Regions from separate parts of the Macaca mulatta genome. Here region 1 is linked to region 2. The links are chromatin contacts, called in public Hi-C maps. All regions are on one chromosome and are shown on one strand. The core of a region is the stretch at or near the end of the contact, and the rest is flanking DNA. Distances in the headings are between cores, read along the strand shown. Region 1 holds the start of METTL25B (methyltransferase like 25B). Region 2 holds the start of PRCC (proline rich mitotic checkpoint control factor).

Region 1 (6,662 bases), core at 2,978-5,477, 39 kb before region 2:
GGAGGTGTCACGGGTGAGGGACTTGGGGTGAAAGTACTGAAGGGCTTTGAAGTCGTTGTGGATGGCATGTCCCACCACTATCTTCCCTGTGAGTATCTTCAAGATCTGGAACAAGTGTGGAAGAGAGTGGTGAGAAGCAAGACTGCGGTGGAACCCCTGCATTGTGAAAGCCCAACATGACCATCAAACCCTTCTGGATTCTTTCACCAACTGCCCACCTCTCCATCCTCGAAATGCTTCCTCCCACAAGTTTTCTTTCTTCTGCAATCCACTTCCTCTTCCGCAGGTGATTTCCATGGTGTACCCTGTTTGGACTCATACTGCCAGTGGCTCTTTACCTTCTTATTGATCTCCACCCCATGACATTAATTTGCCTTCAGTCCTAAGTGACACTCATGTTTAAGATGTCCATGTATTTAGTTCGGTTCTGGCTTGCTACATGAAGTCCTTTAACTATTACCATTATGCTGGCCTTAGACACATGGCTGGGACCATGGCTCCAGGGAGGCTAACAAAAGCCCAAAATTACATGCAATTAGATGTGTACGGGTACTAGTGGAAGAGAATCTGTGGCTTTCATCAAATTCTCAGAGTCTACAAACCATAAAAAATTAAGAATCACGTATAAACTAAAGTTGCAGAAGGAACCTTATTCACACTACTTTTGGAACCAAGTAAAATAACTTCTTAATATTTCAGGAAACTTTTTTTTTTGAGACAGAGTCTTGCTCTGTTGCCCACGCTGGAGTGTACTGGTGCGACCTTGGCTCACTACAACCTCCGCCTCCCAGGTAGCTGAGACTACTGGCATCCATCATCACGCCCGGCTAATTTTTGTATTTTTAGTAGAGACAGAGTTTCACCATATGGGCCAGGCTGGTCTCGAACTCCTGACCTCAGGTGATCTGCCCGCCTGGGCCTCCCAAAGTGCTGGGATTACAGGTGTGAGCCACCACACCTGGTCTTCAGGAAACTACACGTCACCACACCTAGCCATTTTAGGCTCTTAAAGCAGGAGGACATGCTACCAATGAGGACAACCAAAGAACATGCCACAGGCTCTGAAGATCATTCTCAAAATGAGGTTCCAAACAGGTTTTCAACAAAAGTGACAGTCCTGCATAGCCTCCCAAAGGGACCCCCTTTGAAGGGGCTAGGCTCATCTGGACATACCTTAGTCTCATAAACCCAGCTTGGCACTGGGGAAGTGCTTTATGACGAAAACCAGACGTAGTCCCGTGAACTAGATATTTAGTTACTCCTGACTTCACCTACTTACTGTCCACCACCACCTTCATTTCTTATTAACCTCGACATATAGCCCTCATCAAAGCTGGGCAGATTTGCTGTCTCAGACCGGTCCCATCTTCCGCCTCTCCTGTGCCTTTGCTTGGCTGTGCCCCTTTGTGCCCAGGATGTTCAACTCTTCTTTCTGTCTTTTCTAAAATAGTCAGTCACCTCACCTCTAATGAACCTTCTCCAACTGACCGCACATAAGGCATTATGGGAACAGCGTGTCCAGAGAAGGCAGAGTGTGGCCCTGAAACTGCAAAGACGTGGACCAAGGGCGCCCTCTGGTGGCCCCCTGAGACCAGCAGGTGCCCCTCTTGCTCTCCCTTCATTTCCTCCTTTCACCCCTCCTAGCTCACTCTCCTTTCCTGTTCATGCCTTGCGCTCCCAATAACCAGCACAGGGCTAGAAGTTAGATGACAACCCAAAGTGCTGGCCCTCTGCTGTTTATGCCCTTCACTGGTTACCTGTTCCAGTTGGACAAATATACCCCAGCTCCTCCTGTCAACTTTCTGCCCTCTCTTACCACCACCACTTTCCGCACTTGCCCCACGTTACTTTTTGCTTGGGAAGAGCTCTCCACCTTTCCTGTCTAAAGCTTAGCGTCCAATTCACAAGGTTTTTCCAAATCAAGCCCTTTCTCCTGACACTGATGTCTGTAGCTCTGTCCAGTTACATTACTTACTGTTATTTCTCTATGCAGATTCCTAGTTCCCCAGACCCAATTTGGAACCTAAAATTGTTTGTTTGTCTGTCTGAGACAGGGTCTCACTCTGTCGCTCAGGCTGGAGTGCAGTGGCAGTGGTGTGATCTAAGCTCACTGCAGCCTCGACCACCTGAGTAGCTGGCACTACAGGCATGCACCATCACACTTAGCTAACTTTTTTGTAGACGAGTCTCGTTTTGTTACCCAGACAGATCTTGAGTTTCTGGGCTTGAGCGACTCTCCTGCCTCAGCCTCTCAAAGTGCTGGGATTATAGGCAAGTGCCACCGCGCCTGGCTAAAATAGGTCTTGACCAATGAAGTTTGTGACACCAGCTAATTGTACCTTCCTGACTTTCACGGCTCCTTCCACCGACAGGGGGCCTTCTTCAATAACTGATAGATTCTCCTCCCTCCCTCCACAAACCTCTGGTGTCTTCCCATAGTGATATCCTTTGCTGAATAATGATTTACACCTCTCTCCATCCACCTCCCTGCCACCATCAAGCCCCATACTTCTTACCTGGCCTCGAGCAATCTTGAAGGGTGTGGCATTCACCATGTGCTGCTTTCGGATACCACTCCATCTGGTTCGGTAGTCCACAATGTGGCAGGGGGGAAGAATGTACTCATCATAAAGCACATCTCCGTTGTAGTTGACAATGCTACATCGAGCTAAGGAACTAACATGCCCCTTTGGTCCTGTGCCCACCATCTCACAGTCAATTGCCACCATCTTCTGTGGCAACTTCTGGGATATTCTGGAGCATTTATTCTCTGAATGAGCTTGGGTGGAGTTCTGTGGGGCATTCTTCTGAGGATGGTTCTTCTTAGAGGATTTCTTCTGGGAGCCCTTCTTCTGAGAGCGGGTTGGGTGGCTATTGATCTTTGGAAGGGCACTCTGGAATTCCCCCAGCAGATCTACTTTAGCAGCAACAGAATCAGCCTTTTTTGAAGGGGCAGGGGTCAGCCAAGACACTGCAGCTTTCTTGTCCAGGGGCTGTCCTGACCCATTGCTGCAGGCAGCTGTCTTCTTCTTTTTTGGGAAGGAAGGGGTCTTCCAAGTGCCATCCACCATAGGAGTTTCCCCTTTCTTTGGAGGTTCAGAGTGCAACTTAGGTGCCTTGCTAGGGGGTTGGTTCTTTTTACTCAGAAAGCCTCTCCGTTCTAAGAGCCTCCGCTTCTTGACAAAATTTCGGTGCTTGGCATTTCCTTCTAATGCCTTTTTGGGAGGAGGTTCCCCAAAATCCAGATTGAGCAGTAAAGTAGACATAGGGACAATGGGAGGTGGAAGAGCAGTTGGGAAGAGTGGCTTATGGATGAAAAGAGGATGTTGGACTCATTCTCTGCTGAATCCTACTGTCCAACATGTGGAGGTCTGTAGTACACCCTGGGGAAGAAAGTGATCCTGGTGATTGAGCTCCTAGGCCTGGGAGAAAAATGAGGCAAGATCGATCTCCGTAGGACTTATGGAAGGAAAGACATCAGAGCAATCTCTCAGACAGAGGAGAAATGAAAACATAACATGAAATGATGGAGGAAGCAACAGTGTTAGCCAGCAAGCCTGGATTCTAGTGAAGCCCAATTCACCAGCCGTTTGGTCTTAGTAAGGTCATTACCGCGCTCTAGGTTTGAATCTCATTTGTAAAATGAAGGGACTGGAGGGGCCCATAGAGCTCGAACCCTCTATGAGTCTAAGAGGCCAGAACACGTGAGCTCTATACTCCGCCTAGGAAGGGAACATCTAGGTACGCTCGAAAACAGTGAGAAGTATGGCGTAGATAACCTCTGGGCTACCCAGGCATCCGCAGCGTGGCCCACGAATAGAGACACAAATCCAGGCATCCCTTTCCCTTGGCTCCAGGCCGGAATTGGGGACAATCTCCACATGCATCTCACCCAAGTCCTCCCAAGCAAGGACCTTGACACCACCTACCAGCGGGGGGGTGGGATCGAGGCTCGAGGCAGCCCACCTGGATAAGCATACTTCGGTCCCCGCGGTACAGATCGCCCTCTCACACTCACGAACCTACCTCCCAGATGGGTTTAGCTAAGGCCGGAAGCGTCCAGAGCCGGATGCGGAAATCGGTGCGCGCCGACGAAGCCCGGGAAGGCAGGCGCGCGGGTTAGAACGCGCCAGAGGTCGGCGCGCGCGCACCCGCACCGCCCCGACCTCAGGTAGCGAGGCCAGTGATTCGGAGTGTGTGAGGACCGGCAGTGGCGGCGGAGGAGGGGGCGGTGTGGGTGGGGGCGGGGGCGGGATGCGCTCCCCGGCCCCTCTAGCCCCGTGGTGGTACAACGCGAAGGTGTGGGAAGGCCGCGACAAACCGGAACTACAGCCAGCCGGACACCTCCGGCTTCACTTCCGGCAGAGGAGAGGCGTGTACGGGAAGGGGCGGGAACTGGAACTTGGCCCATCTCGTTGTGAGCTGAGCTCCGCGGCACGCTTTTGTGGCGTCATTGCACTGTTACCCCGCCCTACGTGTCTCCGACGCTGACACCTTCGCACTGTGAAACGTCGCAACCTGTGACCTCTTGGGGGCGCCTCAAATCTTCAACTGCAGCATGGGATCCCGGAAAGGCAGCGTCGGAGACTGGACCCAAAACTCTTCCTGTTCTGCCTGCAGAGCTGAGCCCCGTCCGGGTCCTGGACCCGCGCGGTAGTGACCCTGGATCCCTGTTCACTGCGTTCTCGCTTCCCGCGCTGCCTTCTGGACCGCGGGATGCCGGGTATCTCCGCCCGAGGCCTCTCTCATGAGGGGAGGAGGCAGCTAGCTGTTAACCTTACCCGTGTCCTGGCGCTCTACCGTTCCATCCTGGATGCCTACATCATCGTGAGGCCACAGGGGCGTGGGTGGGGTGTCTCTGGTCGTGTGGTTGGCTAGGTGTCCACGTCAGGGAGAGAATCTGGAGAATTAGCCTCTGATCTCTTTCCTTCTATGAGTTTCAGTCTTTTGTCTGTACAAGGAGGGGTTCAGCTGGCATAAATAATATTTCTTTTTTTTTTTTTTTTTTGAGACGGAGCCTCGTTCTGTCCCCCAGGCTAGAGTGCAGTGGCGTGATCTCGGCTCACTGCATAAATAATATTTCTAATACCTACCTAGATTATTTTTGTAATCTTCCCAGATCCAAGGTAATAAAATGCGTGGACATTGGAACCATGCTGCAACTATGTTGAACTCTTCTTGGAGCATGTGAGGTGTTCCAAGAACACACATGTTATTCATCCAGGCTTTGAATAAATTCGTGGTTTTGTGGTATAGTAGACAGGCCTGGCTCTGGAATCAAAAAGGCTTGGTCTGGAATCCTGCCTCCCCTATGATGTTAACTTTAGGCCTCCCTAACCCCCAACTTGTCCTAGCCCAGGTTTCCTCAGCTATACAGTGGATCCCAGTCTGAAGGATCATTGTGAAGAATAAATGAGAGAATGTGTAAATGGTACCACCATCCACTGAATTGTTTAGACCGCAAACCCAGAGGCCATCCTTGATTCAGCGCTGTCCTTCATTGATCCACAATCCAGTCCTTCAACAAGTCCTCTTGGCTCTGTTTTCAGAATAGATCCCAAATTCATCCATTTGTCCCCACCTCCATTGCTGCCACCCTAAGCCAAGCCACCATCACCTCTGTTCTGAACTACTTCCTAACCGATCTCGCTGTGTGCTTACCTCTGCCCTGCCATAACCAATTCTTCACTGAGCAGCTAGATCGATAGCATTCAAACGTAAATCTGATCACGACAATCCCTTGCTTCCTAGATACTTTTATGCAATCCTGATTCCTTGCTATTACCAATAAAGCCCATGATCTGACTCCTACTGTCTCTTCAACTCTATCCCATTTTATTCTCTCACACATTTCACTGTGCTATACCTCTGCTGGCCTGATTTCTGCTCTGCCAATATGGCAGGCATCTGGACCTTTGCACTCACTGATCTTCCTCCACAGAAAGGCAATCGCAGAATCGTTAAGAGCAAGGACTCTAGAGTAAAATTGGTTTCAAATCCCAGCTCAGGCTGGGTGTGATGGCTCATGCCTATAATCCTAGCACTCTGGGAGGCCGAGGCGGGTGGATTGCTTGAGCTCGGAGTTCGAGACCAGCCTGGGCAACACGGTGAAACCCCGTCTCTACTAAAATCCAAGAAAAAAAAAAAAGAAAAAGCTGGGCTTGGCAGCACACACCTGTAGTCCCAGCTACTCAGGAGGCTGAGGCAGGAGAATTGCTAGAACCAGGGAGGTGGAGGTTGCAGTGAGCTGAGATTGCACCACTGCACTTCCGCCTGGGTGGCAGAGTGAGACTCCATCTCTAAAAATAAATAAATAAATAATCCCAGCTCAGCTATTTGCTAGCTTTTGGACGTGGGCAAGTTACTTAAGTGCTGTGCCTGTTTCTACATCTGTAAAATGGGGGATACAAAATAATACCTACCTCAAAGTGTTGTTTAAAGGATCAAATGCGTTAATACCCGTCAAATGTTTACAACGGTGTCTGCCAGAGAAGGTGTTAAATAAGTGTTTGCTATTACCTGTATTTTTCTTTACGTGCCTAGCACCTATTCATCCTTCCAGTCTCAGCTCAAATGTCAACTCGTCAGACAAGTCTTCCCTCATCATCCTATCTAAAGTAGTCCTTGCCCAAACTCTCCATTACATTACTGTTTCATTAGTG
Region 2 (7,295 bases), core at 890-3,389:
TCGGCCTCCCAAAGTGCTGGGATACAGGCATGAGCTGCCATGCCCGACCTACTTTATCCATTTTTCTTTCTTTCTTTTTCTCTCTCTCTCTTTTTTTTTTTGAGACGGAACGGAGTCTTGCACTATTGCCTGGGCTGGAGTGCAGTGGTGCCATCTCGGCTCACTGCAACCTCCACCTCCCGGGTTCAAGTGATTCTCCTGCCTCAGCCTCCCGAGTAGCTGGGCTTACAGGCGCCTGCCACCGAACCTGGCTAATTTTTGTATTTTTAGTAGAGATGGGGTTTCACCATCTTGGCAAGGCTGGTCTCGAACTCCTGACCTCGTGATCCACCCGCCTTGGCCTCTCAAAGTGCTGGGATTACAAGCGTGAGCCACTACGCCCGGCCTACTTTATCCAGTTTTCAAAGGAGGAAAGTGAGACTCAGAGAAGAGAAGTGACGGCACAAAGTCACCAGAGTACGTTAGGGAACCTAGATTTAAAAGCAGGTTTTAGAAATCAGCATTGTGCAAGGCATACTAGCTGTGAGGTAGGACTTGGTCTAGTTTCTCAATGTGGTCCTCAGTGCCTGGTTTGCAACCAACTGAGGAGTTTCTTACAGATCCAGGCTTCCAGGCCCCACCCACATCTACTGAATAGGAATCTCTTAGGCTAGATTTCAGGAATTTATATTTTTCAGAAGCTTTCCTAGTGATGCTTATGCACATTAAAGTTTGAGCACAGGTGCATACACACACAAAAATGCTCTGGCATCCAGAGCAGGGAGGAGATAGCTCTAAGGGGCCTTCATGGAGAAGGCAGCATGGAGTTTGTCTCTGAAGGCTGGAGAGACTGGGGAGGAGGGGCCCCATATCTGGCTCCTCTGATAAGAGGATTCAAGCTTGGGCCTTTCACTATCTCTCTGCATTGTGGTCATCATTGTCCTTCCTCATCAATCTTTCCAATGTTCTCTTCAGCCTCCTCCCAAAACTTCAACAGCCTTTTCTCTGACTTTGCTTAATATAATTTTCTGCAATCTGGGAACAGGGAGATGGTGCCCACACAGAGATGGATTAGCATTTAAAGGACACACACATACAGGGCAGACAAGTAGAGGGCACTCAGTCACAGGCAGACAGGAAGGGGCAGAGATGAGTAAACAAGAAAAGGGTACAAAATGACAAGCGGACAGGGAAGGACAGGCGCACAGCAGATCATTACAAGCAGACATAAATGGGCTGGAAAAGGACACCTATAAACATGGATGGAAAGGAAGAGCACTTACAGAGACAGATGTAACAAGGTCACACCCAAAGCCATAAGAGACAAAACTCACAGACGTAAAGGAATGCAAAGGACCCCTGCAAATGGATAGATGGGAGGCACACCCAGGTAGGACGGACTCAAGTGATTCCTCAGAACGGTAGCCCTTTACCCTACTGAGCTGAGAAGGGATTAACTTCAAGTACCTGGCCGGGGCTGCCAGGGCCTTGCCCATCTTTGTCTCACTGGTTGCTGCAGAGGGAGGCCAGGCCCTAGGCTCCAGGGTAAGGTGTGCTCCTGGATGTGCACCCCAATCCTGGTGAGGGAGATCACCTCCTCCTTCTTACATCACATTTATTTCAAATCTTAGATACTTATTATTAGGCCTGCAGCCTCGCTTCTTTCTGGCTTGCAGCCCAATTTCGTACGGGTCCCTTGGGCCCTTGCTCTTTTTGGGATGTTTTATTCTAATTCCCAGCCCCAGCCGACGGGGAAGCTTCACCAGTTCATTTACAGATCACTTTCCCTTTAAGCAATTTTCCCTAATCCGCCAGCTTCCCAGACTCCCTTTCGTTCCCGACATCACTTGCAGTCTCTAAGAGCACCACATCTCCCAGAAATCTTAGTGGCCAAGGGGCTACCCTAGGGAACTTCAAGTACCGAAATGCTCTCTTATCCGTCTCGGTGACTGCCGTGGTGACCGGTGGGGCTTGTAGTCACCTCGGAATTGTTAGGGGACGAAAAAAACTACTCACCCCAAGTGTCCCTGCGTCAGAGGCGGGTTTCTCTTCTGTCTCTCTCTGCTCTCGCCTAAATCCTTCCTCGGACTTCAACTCCCGCCGTGTCTTGCGCTAAGATCCCTGCGACAAAGAATCGGGCTGTGTCCAAAGTGTTCTCTGGGAGTTGTAGTTCCTCTATTGGTGAGGCAAGGAGGAGGCGGAGTGACTCGGCGGCCATTAGCTGTGTGTAGTTGCCCGGGACTAGGAGCTTAAGTGAAGAGGGACGCCTTATTCGGTGGAAATCAGCCGTAGCCATGAGCTTCTGCCGCGGCTAGCCCTAGAGTACGGAGCAGGCGGACTTTTCGATTCCCCGCCCCGCCAGGTGGCGGGGCCTACTAGGCCTCCGGGCATCCCCGGTCTCAAGTAGGCCTCATCTGCCGGCAAGGGCGCCCCAAACGCGGGAGGCGCCATGTCGCTGGTTGCTTACGCCAGCAGCGATGAGAGCGAGCCGGATGAGGCTGAGCCCGAGCCGGAGGAAGAGGAGGCGGTGGCCCCTACATCTGGGCCCGCTTTAGGGGGCTTGTTCGCTTCTCTCCCTGCGCCCAAGGGCCCGGCCTTGCTGCCTCCGCCCCCTCAGATGCTGGCCCCAGCGTTTCCCCCGCCGCTGTTGCTTCCCCCACCCACCGCAGACCCCAGGCTTCAGCCTCCTCCCCCCTTGCCCTTCGGCCTGGGAGGCTTCCCCCCACCTCCAGGCGTGAGCCCGGCTGAAGCGGCGGGAGTTGGGGAGGGACTGGGATTGGGGTTGCCCTCGCCCCGAGGCCCTGGCCTCAGTCTGCCCCCTCCAATTGGCGGTGCCGGCCCCCCGCTGGGGCTTCCCAAGCCAAAGAAGAGGAAAGAGCCCGTGAAGATCGCGGCGCCGGAGTTGCATAAGGGAGATGTGAGTATCCGGGGAAGGCACCCCCAAACTGTCCATCGGGTTTGAGTCGGCGGTAGGAGGGACATGTGGAGATTTCGGAACTCCTTCCCACAAACACATCCGTGGATTCAAGGCCACTGGAATCCTCTTATAATGTGATTAATTGAGCTGAAGTTGGTCAACTTCGGGGAGTTTGGGTGTTTGCCCATGTGGGTTTCCTGAAGCTGGGCTTGCCTGCAGAAGGTCACATGTCATCATCACCTGGTACTGACAGGCCTAGGGACATTTGGATCCGCTCCCCCTCTGCATCTTCACCTCAGTCCGGCTTTTTCCCCTTTCCTCCTACTGAGAACAGGATGAAATCTGGCACCTGAGGAATGACAGGAGACAGGGCTCCTGAACCTTTGCCGAACATCTGGGACAAATCTTTTCCTTGCCTCTGAACTCAAAAACATCAGGCCTGGAGGAGAATGATAGTAATCTTGGATTCTATTTTTGAGGGGAGTTAGAGGAGAAATCGAATGTTTGTTGAGTGCAGATCGTTTGCCGTTCATTGGTCCTTTCTTTCAATTATTACAAAGCTCTGGGAGGTAACATACTATTGTTTTACATATGAGAAACAGGTGTCCAGCATGCACGATTTTACCTGGCAAAGGGCAGAGTGAAGATTAAGGTTCAGTCTCTCTGAACCTCAGATCTGTGCCTCATTTTCACCATTTAGCCATGGTCAAAGCTAGGTGAATTAGGATGCTTGGGTACTGTTTCTAGAAGAGGCAGCGAGTCTTACCTGTTTCTGTATGTGACAATGGAAAAATACAAGGCTTCTTCTGGAGTGAGGGCTTTGGAGATAAAGGAGAGATTAAGCCTGGGAGCAGGAACTGCTTAGAATTACTTACCAGAGAGAAATTTATTGCCTTTGCTTTTCTTCAGACTCCCAGCTCTGCCTAGGAGCCATTTTCATTCTTTGAACCTGCTGTTCCTTAAATTTCTTCCCTCAGATATCCTAATGTTCTCTCCCTCACCTCACTTGGCCTAAAAGGCCTGTTTTCTGTGAGGACTTCCCTAGCCTGTTATTTAAATTGCAGCCTCCTATAACCTCCTTCTCCCCATTGCTCTTTGTTTTATTTTTCTCCATTGCACTTAACATTATCTATCCTCCCACTAGTATATAAACTCCATGAAGACAGGGATTAACAAAAAAAGTTCACTGCTATAATCCTAGTACTTACAACAGTGCCTGGCACATACTGAATACTCCCATGGATGTTTTATGAGTGAAAGAACTCCAACATGGATTCTTCATGGAAGGAGGTTGCAGAGTTTCCCTCCCTATCTTGTTGGAAACTTTCTTCCTTTTTTTTTTTTTTTGAGACAGAGTCTCCTTCTGTCGCCCAGGCTGGAGTGCAGTGGCGCCATCTCGGCTCACTGCAAGCTCCGCCTCCCGGGTTCACTCCATTCTCCTGCCTCAGCCTCCCCAGTAGCTGGGACTACAAGCGCCTGCGGCCACACCCGGCTAATTTTTTTCTATTTTTATTAGAGACGGGGTTTCACTGTGTTAGCCAGGATGGTCTCGATCTCCCAACCTCGTGATCCACCCGCCTTGGCCTCCTAAAGTGCTGGGATTACAGGTGTGAGCCACCGCGCCTGGTCACTTTCTTCCATTTTATTTCCCGCTTCTTGCACACCTGAGAGTCTGTCATCCTAAGTCTAGGATCCAAAAAAAAGCCTTTTATTGCTCCATGGAAACTTACCTTGGCTTTGATTTAACCTGGAACATGGAAGGATCCCTGAATGAGACAAATAAAAACAGTCTACACGGACATGGAAAGGCTCATTTCTAGCGCTGTGAAGGCAGCGTTATAGAAAGTTGGGAGAGGATGTAGAATCTGCCATTTAGGTTGGCTGAGGTGGCAGAAAACTCTGAAGACTCCTAACACTCCCTCCTTTGTAAGCATTCACTAAATTTCTGAAGTGAACAGTGACATGGCTAATTAAAGTCCTAGCCCGTGCTGGTTGAGTTTCCCATTTTTGTTCTGTTCAAGTTGGTCTTTTTGTTCTTGGAACACGTAATTCCTGCAGAAAGGTAGCCTAAGAATGTTCAAGATGGTCAGGTGAGGGTAACCTTTGTCTTTATTTATCTTTTGAGATGTAGTTTCGCTCATTGCCCAGGCTGGAGTGCAATGGCACAATCTCGGCTCACCGCAACCTCCACCTCCAGGGTTCAAGCGATTCTCCTGCCTCAGCCTCCCGAGTAGAGTACCTGGGATTACAGGCGTGCGCCACCACGCCCAGCTAATTTTGTATTTTTGGTAGAGACTGGGGTTTCTCCTTGTTGGTCAGGCAGGTCTTGAACTCCTGACCTCAGGTGATCTGACCACCTTGGCCTCCCAAAGTGCTGGGATTACAGGCGTGAGCCACCGCGCCAGCCAACCATTGTCTTTAAAAGAGCTGTGCCCCTCCAGTTCTAAGCCCCTTCAGTTCTGAGCTCTATGTCTTAACACTTAGTAGGCTCTTAGTACACAGTTGAAAGAATGAATTAGGTTTCCTTAAGTAAATAATTTCCCTTTAGAGTTTGGTGGTGAAGTAGAAGTAATTAGAAGTAATTAACTCTCAGCTATTTCATTCAATTGATATTGAGCTCTTTCTTTGTACCTGGAGCTAAGAATGTACAGTAGTGAACATGATAGCCCCAGCCCAAAAGGAGCTTATGATCTACTGGAGAAAACAGAAGGAAATAGATTTTAGATAAAGGCAGAGAAGGACCGCGATAAGCTGGTGCCATTGGAGTACACCTAGTGGGCATTAGTCCAGTCTTGGGAGGTTGGGGAGCCCTCTAGGGGGAGATGTCTAAGCAGAGATAAGGCTGATGAAAGGGTAGTGTGGGAGCAGCACAGCAGAGGAAACAATGTATAAAAGCTTGGAGGACAAAGAGGGAGAACGCTTTCAGGGAACCTCAGGTGAGTTAAGCACAGTGGCTGGAGCATTTGAGAGGGTGGGGAGTGCTGAGAGAATGGGGCTAGAGAGAGAGAGGCTGAGGCCAGATAATGGGCCTTGGATGCCATGCTAGGGTCTTTCTACCTTATTTGGGGGTAGTGAAGACCCCTTAAAGGCAAGAAATCTCTGATCACAGAGTGGTGAGAAACTTGGAGGGAGCAAGACTGGCAGAATGTGAGAGGCTGGTGGCCTGGTTGATGAACTAGGGGGTGGAGAGAACTGGAGCATCGAGGTACATTTAGGAAGGGGAAGTGGTAAGACTGGAGGATTGATTAGATGTTACACTAAGGAGAGGATTCAAGGTTGACCCCCACTGCATTTTGTCTCAGGCAGCTGGGGGTTGGTGTTGCTATTTATTGAGGGAATACGAAGGCAGAGCAGATTGGGGATTAGATTTCATTTGCTGCAAGTGTTAGAAGCCAGCTCAAGCTAGTTTAAATGGTTTTTTTTTTTTTTCTTTTCTTATTTAAATAAATGGAGATGTTGTCTCACTATGTTGCCCAGGCTGGCTTGAACTCTTGAGCTCAAGCAGCCCTTCTGCCTTGGCTTCTCGAAGTGCTGGGATTACAGATGTGAGCCACCATGCCTGGCCTTAAATGGTAATGCATCATAAATATACTGTGGTACCTCAGAAGGAACCTGCATCAGGAACCTGAGATCTGTTGGGGATCTCTACACAGCTATTCTTTGCACATTTGATTCATTTTTAAAAAAAATTTATTTTATTTTTAAAGTTTAATATATTTATTTATTTATTTTGAGACCAGATTATGAGACTGGTTAATTTTTGTATTTTTAGTAGAGATGGAGTTTCACCATGTTGCCAAGGCTGGTCTCAAACTCCTGGGCTCAACTGATCTGCCTGCCTTGGCCTCCCAAAGTGCTGGGGTTACAGGCGTGAGCCAGTGCTCCTGGCCTTGATTCATTATTTCTCTGCGGATTAGCTTCTTAACCTTTGTTGTAGGTGAAAGATGGCCACCCACACCTTGGTTTTTATTTCTTTCCTTTTAGAGATCAGTCCAGATTGAACTACGATGGTAGTCTCAATTCTGGTTTTCCTGGAGTGAGAATTTGGTTGATTTGATTTGGGTCATATTACCCAATCATCTGTAGTCAGGGTAGTACCAAATTCTCCCTCCAGGTGTATTCCAAAATTAAATTCAGTCAGTTTTTGATTTTTGTGAGGAATTAGGAATGATCCATAGAATGGATAATCATCCCATCTTTTTCCCTTCTTGCTGTGACCAAGCTACACTGGTTGATTTCATAGGCTTAGGGGAGGCAGACTTCCCCTAGTGTATGAAAAACCAAAATCAGAAGAATAAGTCTGCTGGAAGAGTTTTCTATCATATAATGCGTATTCCAAAGCACACAGAAATTTTAGGGTTATCTGGATTAGTATTTATCACCACTTTCAGATTGTTTA

Evidence for each region. Hi-C and Micro-C count contacts between places; a contact is called where the count stands out from the background.
Region 1: a contact with region 2 is called in a Hi-C map of liver, with 5 times the contacts expected there. The contact joins the promoter of METTL25B here to the promoter of PRCC in region 2. A contact is called at or near these places in 4 of 14 Hi-C or Micro-C datasets (CD4 T cells, cortical neurons, fetal cortex germinal zone and 1 more).

Annotation. Positions count from the first base shown.
Region 1 is chr1:110,194,669-110,201,330 of T2T-MMU8v2.0, reverse strand. METTL25B (methyltransferase like 25B) reads left to right here and starts at 4,227. Exons shown (of 8, transcript NM_001257481.1): 1 at 4,227-4,827. The coding sequence starts at 4,717. ISG20L2 (interferon stimulated exonuclease gene 20 like 2) reads right to left here and starts at 3,481. Exons shown (of 3, transcript NM_001257673.1): 1 at 2,517-3,481; 2 at 1-105. The coding sequence starts at 3,266.
Region 2 is chr1:110,153,133-110,160,427 of T2T-MMU8v2.0, reverse strand. PRCC (proline rich mitotic checkpoint control factor) reads left to right here and starts at 2,139. Exons shown (of 7, transcript NM_001260635.1): 1 at 2,139-2,896. The coding sequence starts at 2,429. It overlaps HDGF (heparin binding growth factor), which reads right to left and starts at 2,827. Exons shown (of 8, transcript XM_077944828.1): 1 at 1,996-2,827.